2 separate regions of the Sus scrofa genome follow, and region 2 is linked to region 1. The links are chromatin contacts, called in public HiChIP or PLAC-seq maps. All regions are on one chromosome and are shown on one strand. Each heading gives the region's core, a stretch centred on a gene start, on an enhancer-like site or on the middle of the called end of the contact. The rest is flanking DNA. Distances are from core to core; before and after follow the strand shown.

Region 1 (3,176 bases), core at 349-2,848:
CTCCAGGATGAATTATTTGCAAAGCGTGTCCCTAAGTAACTAAAGGAAGTGACCTGCTACCTGATGTTATTGGATGTAACCAATTAAATTTCACAGGACATCTGCTGATGCTGGTTTTAGAACTAGGTTTCACACAATGGCTAAAATAAGTGTCTATTGAGGCCATCCCTAGCTTATGACCAAAGTAAAAAAAGAAAAAACTGTATCGTCAGCATATAGAAAATCCTATTAAAAAAAAAGACAAACTCCATGGCAAGGAGACATGGACCTACATGATCCAAAAGCAACCTCAAATCTTTAAGCTTAGGTTTAATAAAGGAAGAGGGGCTAGAACACCGCAGCCTTACATTGTTCAGAATGAACATCTGACCTGCAGGAGGCCTCTGGCCTCCACACTGATTTGCAAAGGAGTCAGAAAGCAACAGAAACTCAAAAGGTTACATTGCGTTCACAGAGCCTCGCCATTCAGAGTGAAAGTGGAAGACTGCAGTCTTCTACCGTCTTTAACAGATGCCGTCCAGAAGGAAGTCAGAAGTATGTGAGAGGGATCAGTAAAAATGCAGAAACGGGAGTTCCCGTCGTGGCGCAGTGGTTAACGAATCCGACTAGGAACCATGAGGTTGCGGGTTCGGTCCCTGCCCTTGCTCAGTGGGTTAACGATCCGGCGTTGCCGTGAGCTGTGGTGTAGGTTGCAAACGCGGCTGTGGCTCTGGCGTAGGCCGGTGGCTACAGCTCCGATTCGACCCCTAGCCTGGGAACCTCCGTATGCCGCGGGAGCGGCCCAAGAAATAGCAAAAAAAAAAACAGAAGAAAAAAAAAATGCAGAAATACCTAAAACCCAGTTGTTCCTCATGTACAATGGTGGTCTGAGAAATGCAGACCTACAATGTAAGGAAGGAAAACAGGAAATACAGATGAAAGGTCTAATACACTCCAGTTGCTTTTGATGAGGTCCCCCTGGTTTGAAACAAGATTAGTCAAAAAAAAAAAGAGAGAGAGAGAAGAAAACGTAACCTAATCAATCATGTATTTTTATCTGTAAAAATGCGGCCAGTCACTCACCTGGGCTGGCACAAAATGTTTTCCTTTCCTCGCGTTGGCCTCACCACTAGCAAAGGAAAACCTCGGGAGCCTCCCGCTTCTGCTTCATTTCCACCCCCTCTGCCCTCTCCACTCCTGCACGGCCAGAGCTGCTGAGACCTGCCAGGCAGGTTGGCAGAGAACAGAAGCTGGCGTCCGGGGCCACCATCCCCACCAGTGTAACCGAGCAGGACCCCCACTCATGGCCTCCTCCTGCTTTTTATCTATAGAAAAACTTTAAAGAGCCAATTTAATAAGAGAAGTGAGAAAATACAGAGAAAAAGGAAAACAGGAATAATAATTTAGCCATTCAGCAAAGTCAAGGACCTTCCGTCCTTTTCCAAAGACTATAGGTACTATTCTGAGCCAGGTCCCTGGAGCTGTTTTGCAGGTGCTGAAGCCCCCACCGGGTGGAAGAAGTCAAGTGCATGCTGGCCACAAGCTCATAGACCCCAGACTGGCTGGAACCAGAAGGTTGATGACGCTGACACCCAATGACCTCATCACCCACCAATCAGGAAATTGTGCATGAGCTGACCACACCCGGCTCTTCAAACACTAGAAGACTCCGCCCGACCCCCTCCAGTGGAGGGGGTCCCACAGTCCTCTAGGCACTAGCCTGCTGTTCCACTCTTTGCTTGGCAATTAAAGGTACTTTTTCTGTTTCCTCCAGCTCTGTCTCTGCATTTCTGTTTGGCATCGGTGTAGAGAGGCAGCCAAGATTTCGGCAACACCAGGGACAGGAAGCACATTAGCAGCTGTAGCCCCACCAGTTGCAACAACGGGAACTTACTTCTGCTTCTGTGGGTCTGGTTTCTAAAGGAAGTCCAGAGATAACCCTGTGGGCATCTCTGCTGTCTTTCCTGTTCCTTTCATATCCATGTGGTTTGTACAACCAGCATCCATCCTCAGCCACCCTGCCCAGTATAGGACTTGCTTGCTCTGTAATAGGGAAAAACATATCTGACTCTATGTTGGATCTGTTTCTTTTACTTTAACCTTTGTTTTCTATTCTTTTGCATCAAGTTAAGAATGTTGCCTATAACCTGAAATATACAGGATAGCCATTCTCAAGGCTCTGACCTTTAAAGGTATAACACTTTCCCATTCATACAGAGATTAAAAAGTTGCAGAAAAGAGAAAACATTTGTCTTGCTGTAAGTTTACAGGAACAAGGTGACCTGTCCTATGTAGAGAGCTGCAAGAACAAAGGATTCCAACACCAAGAGTTTGCAACAACCAACCACACCCCCTCCCCTTTTAGTATAAAAGAAGCCTGAATTCTAACTCAGGTAAGATGCTTCTTTGGGACACCAGTCCATCATCTTCTCAGTCTGCTAGCTTTCTGAATAAAGTTGCTATTTCTTGTCCCAACAACTCTTCTCTCAATTTATGGCCTGTCATGCAGTGAGCAGTAGGAGCTTGGACCATGACAGCTGTAACAGGATGTTACTTCCCGGGTCCCAGCATTGCTAAGCTCTCATCTAACCCTCTCCTAGGGGTAGATAACCCAGCAGCATCCTATGGGACCTTCCCTGGACAGACCCCTCCCCCAAATCCTCCACCATAGCTCCTCTCTGAAGTACCCAGATAACAGTACCTCATGTATATTTACAAAGGCTTTTCCATGCTAAAATTACCACCAAATGGAAGCAATTAACTACTCAATGATCATGAGCACATCCTCAGACCTACAGGTGTCTAAGGATTGATAATATTAATCACCCAACGTCAACCAATCAGAGAATCCTGCATGAATGATTCCCTGGGATGCCTCTTCCTCGCCTGGCCTTTAAACACACTTTGCCAAAAAAACCCTGTGGGGATTTCAGGGATTTCTGAGCACGAACCACCTATTCTCCTTGCATGGTCCTGCGATAAACTTTCTCTGCTCTAAACTCTGACGTTTTGCTTTGTTTGGCCTCACTGTATGTTGGGCCCATGAACTTGGATTCAGTAACATTGAAACCCTGTACCAGACCCTAAATCTTTGTGTTCAGAAGTAAAAGACCACTCCTTGGAGTTCCTGTCATGACTCAGTGGAAAAGAATCTGACTAGCATCCATGAGGATGCAGGGTTTTTTTTGTTTGTTTGT
Region 2 (3,176 bases), core at 297-2,796, 550 kb before region 1:
AATTGATTCTTTGACTAAAGTTTTTTTAAAAGATAAAAAGGCAGGTAAAGGACCTGACTGGGCGTCCACTTTGGGAAGACCTCGTGGGGCCCTGCTCAATTACAGTACAAGGGAGCAGAGCCCGGAGGGGAGCACACGATACCGGACCTTCGTTTTGGGTCTTCCACAGCAGGTTTGTTTTAGACCCCATAACAGTACGCCCTGGAGTTGCCATCGTGCCTCAACGGTAATGAATCCGACTAATATCCATGATGTGGATTCGATCCCTGGGCTCGAGCAGTGGGTTAAGGATCCGGCATTGCCTTGAGCTGTGGTGTGGGATCCAAGTTGCTGTGGCTGCGGTGTAGGCAGGCAGCTGCAACTCCGATTAGATCCCTAGCCTGGAAACTTCATGTGCTGCGGGTGAGGCCCTAAAAAGTCAAAAAAAAAAAAAAAAAAAAAAAAGCCTGCTTTGGTCACTTTGGGAATCCCATTTCCATGAGACCTCTGCGCATACAAATTAAATTGTTTCTTTCTCCTAGTTATCTGTCTTGTGTCAATTTCATTATAGAGCAATCAAAAGAACCCTTGAGGAGCAGGGGAAAATCTCAGCCTTCCTGACATCTGCGTGGAGCAGTTACCTGAGCGTCCTGTACCTACGTCTGTGTATGGAGTTGATTGCAGTGTGTGATCTCCTGGGGACTCAGGTAGAATACCTGAGCATCTGGGGTGGGAAGCCGGGCAAAGGAGGGAGAAGAATGCACTTAACTCATAACCAGCCCAGAGAACCACACACAACTCTGCAGGTCCACAGGACCCTCCCCAGAAGAGGATCTGCCTTCCATTGGCGGGAGGGGCAGGGCTGGTGCAGGGGTGGCCCCTGTAGCCCTGCCTGCTGTCCCTGGAAACTCCAACTGGCAAAAGGACCTCCAGTCAGGAGGTCAGGAGTGCAGAGTCCCCCTGCCTTAGGATCTGATTAGCAAATAAAAATACAGGATGCTCAGCTCAATTTCAGTTTCAGGGTCACAACAATTTTTTAGTACAGGTCGTTCCCAAACATTGCATGGGACATACCTATACTATAAAAAGACTTTTTTATCTGTTAGAACAGGGGGTCGGGAAAGACTTTTCTAAGGGACCCTCAGGCAGAGACCTGAATAAATCCAGGGGGATGGGTGCGGATATGGAGGCCTGGTGAAGCCAGAGGAATTGCACAAGGGCCAGCAACGCATGTCTCAGATTTGAGTGTGAACTGGTGAAAATGCAGCTAATTAGTGGGTGTGGGCACTTTTAAAATAAGCCCTCTTCAAGTCTGTCCTCCCTCCTTCTCATTGCATTTTATGCACTCAATCTGGGGGGTTCAAATCACGGGGTGGGAAGACCCTCAGGGATCACCTGGTGCAAACCCTCCTGATCCTGGCAGGAAGGTTCCGGGGTCTTTAAAGACCTCGTCCACAGGGATGAAGAGGAGCGCGAGGCACTTCCTGCCCGGGCTTTGGTTCCTGCGTGTTTCTGGAAGGAGCCTTCGAAGAAGGTATCTGGTTTTGGAGAAGCTCTTTCCAAGCCACCCCAACGATCGTTGCTTTTCACTGGGACCACTCACCCGGACGTGGGGCTTGGCCATGTCAGGCCCGGGGCAGGAGGTCGTCTCATCTCCACCTTGTAGCTCTCAGTTTCCTGAACCTTGGGATGTGCTTGTGAGTCTAACTTGGTAGACTTAACTTGCAGGTCCCCTGCTAAAGTTCACGTTTTCTCCTTCTTGTTTGAAACGCATGCTTCAAACGCAAACGCATGTTTTAAAAGAACAATGTCCTTTCCTTGGAGCAGGTGCCCCAGAAAGCTCCTTATCTTTCTCTTCTCCAAGGGGGCCAGTCAATCGCAAGCCTCTGATCCTTCCCTGGGAGGCTGGCTCTCCAGCCCTTAGCGCCTTTCCGCCCGCACCTTCATCCTGGCGCCACTTCCGCGAAGGGGGCGAGGCTTCCTCAGCCCCGCCCCCGCCCCGCCTTCGCCTCCTGCCCCCCGGGGGGCGGGGCGAGTCGCTTCTCCACAGCCCCGCCCCCGCCCCGGCCACACCCATCCTCTGCTGAAGGACGCGCGCATCCTCGAGTAGAGAGGGGCCGGGACCGTGGGGGAGGGAAGAGTGCGGGGAGCGGGTGGGGGGAGGGGAGCTGGGACAGGAAATGAGCTCAAACGCCCAAGCCACAGAAAGGGCGGCTCCCCGGAGGCAAACGCAGCAGGTGAGTGCAAGCTCTTGAAGCGGAGCACGGGTCCCCGCTCCTGTCCTATAGCGTCAGGACGTGGGGAACTTGAACTTAACACTGGCTCAGAAAGGCCTCCCGCGTAGTTGATGCTTATACACCCGGGGCAGCTACAAACACAATCTGTCTTTGCTGCACCAACGGGGCCAGCAGCATCCCCTGAACTTGCCAAGGCTGAGGGGAGCGAGAAGCACCCCCAGGACCCTGGATGGGTTCCGCTCTCAGCGGCTGCAGTGGCTCCAGCCCGTCACCTCCTTCCTGGGTCTCTGTTTCCTCTGGCAGTTGTGGGGAGGCTGAGATGAGGACATGTGCGAGTGTTGTGCAAACTGTGACACGCACAGTCCCTAAGAACAACCCATCCACCTTCCTCCTCCTGCCCTCCCTGGTCACTTGTCGAGTCATTGGGAGGGGGCTGGCCGAGGGTAGAAGACACCTCGGGGGTGTTCGTGGTGTCCATCCAGTTCACCGTGACCCCCTTGTCTCTCGGGGGGCAGCACAAGAGCCCCGGAGAGAAGGTGGCTCAGCCTGCGCTGGCCGTGTGACCTGGCAAGTGACCCAACCTCTCTGTGCCTCAATCAGGCATCCGCAAAATAGGAGTGATAATAATAATACCTACCTCATGGGGTTGTCATGAGGATTAAACAACACAGGCAGAGATTTCAATTCTGTAAGTGCGGGCACGCAATAAGCGCTCAACAGAAGTCAGCTCTGATGATGCCTGCCACCCGGGGGTGGGGGGGAATGAAGCAGAGGCCACTGAAGGGGCATGGCTTAATCCTGTTGGTGTCCTGGTGCCGGACACCGAGCTGTACCTTCCCCTCCAGTTTCCTTCTGCTTCCTCATCCTCTTTGCAAAGAATTGCCTTTGGGAGTAAAAGTTAGGATGTCTATTACGCTTGTATCACAACAAGCATCATTTTCCTAAACTAATCTGACTTCG

The links. HiChIP or PLAC-seq counts read pairs in DNA pulled down with a chosen protein or histone mark.
Region 2: a contact with region 1 is called in an H3K27ac HiChIP or PLAC-seq map of alveolar macrophages. The contact joins two enhancer-like sites. A contact is called at or near these places in 5 of 5 promoter capture datasets (fetal liver, fetal skeletal muscle, liver and 1 more) and 2 of 2 datasets of contacts at active chromatin or transcription factors (alveolar macrophages and skeletal muscle).

Annotation. Positions count from the first base shown.
Region 1 is chr10:12,884,578-12,887,753 of Sscrofa11.1, reverse strand. The region is part of intron 4 of CNIH3 (protein cornichon homolog 3); the gene reads right to left. Among named protein-coding and RNA genes, the nearest start is that of WDR26, 130 kb to the right of the region's middle. Within about 2 kb of position 1,598, at least 23 of the 83 cell types and tissues checked have an H3K27ac peak or open chromatin away from gene starts, as enhancers often do. A contact at or near this core is called in alveolar macrophages, where this site is marked.
Region 2 is chr10:13,431,136-13,434,311 of Sscrofa11.1, reverse strand. No RefSeq gene overlaps it. Among named protein-coding and RNA genes, the nearest start is that of LBR, 16 kb to the right of the region's middle. Within about 2 kb of position 1,546, at least 48 of the 83 cell types and tissues checked have an H3K27ac peak or open chromatin away from gene starts, as enhancers often do. A contact at or near this core is called in alveolar macrophages, where this site is marked.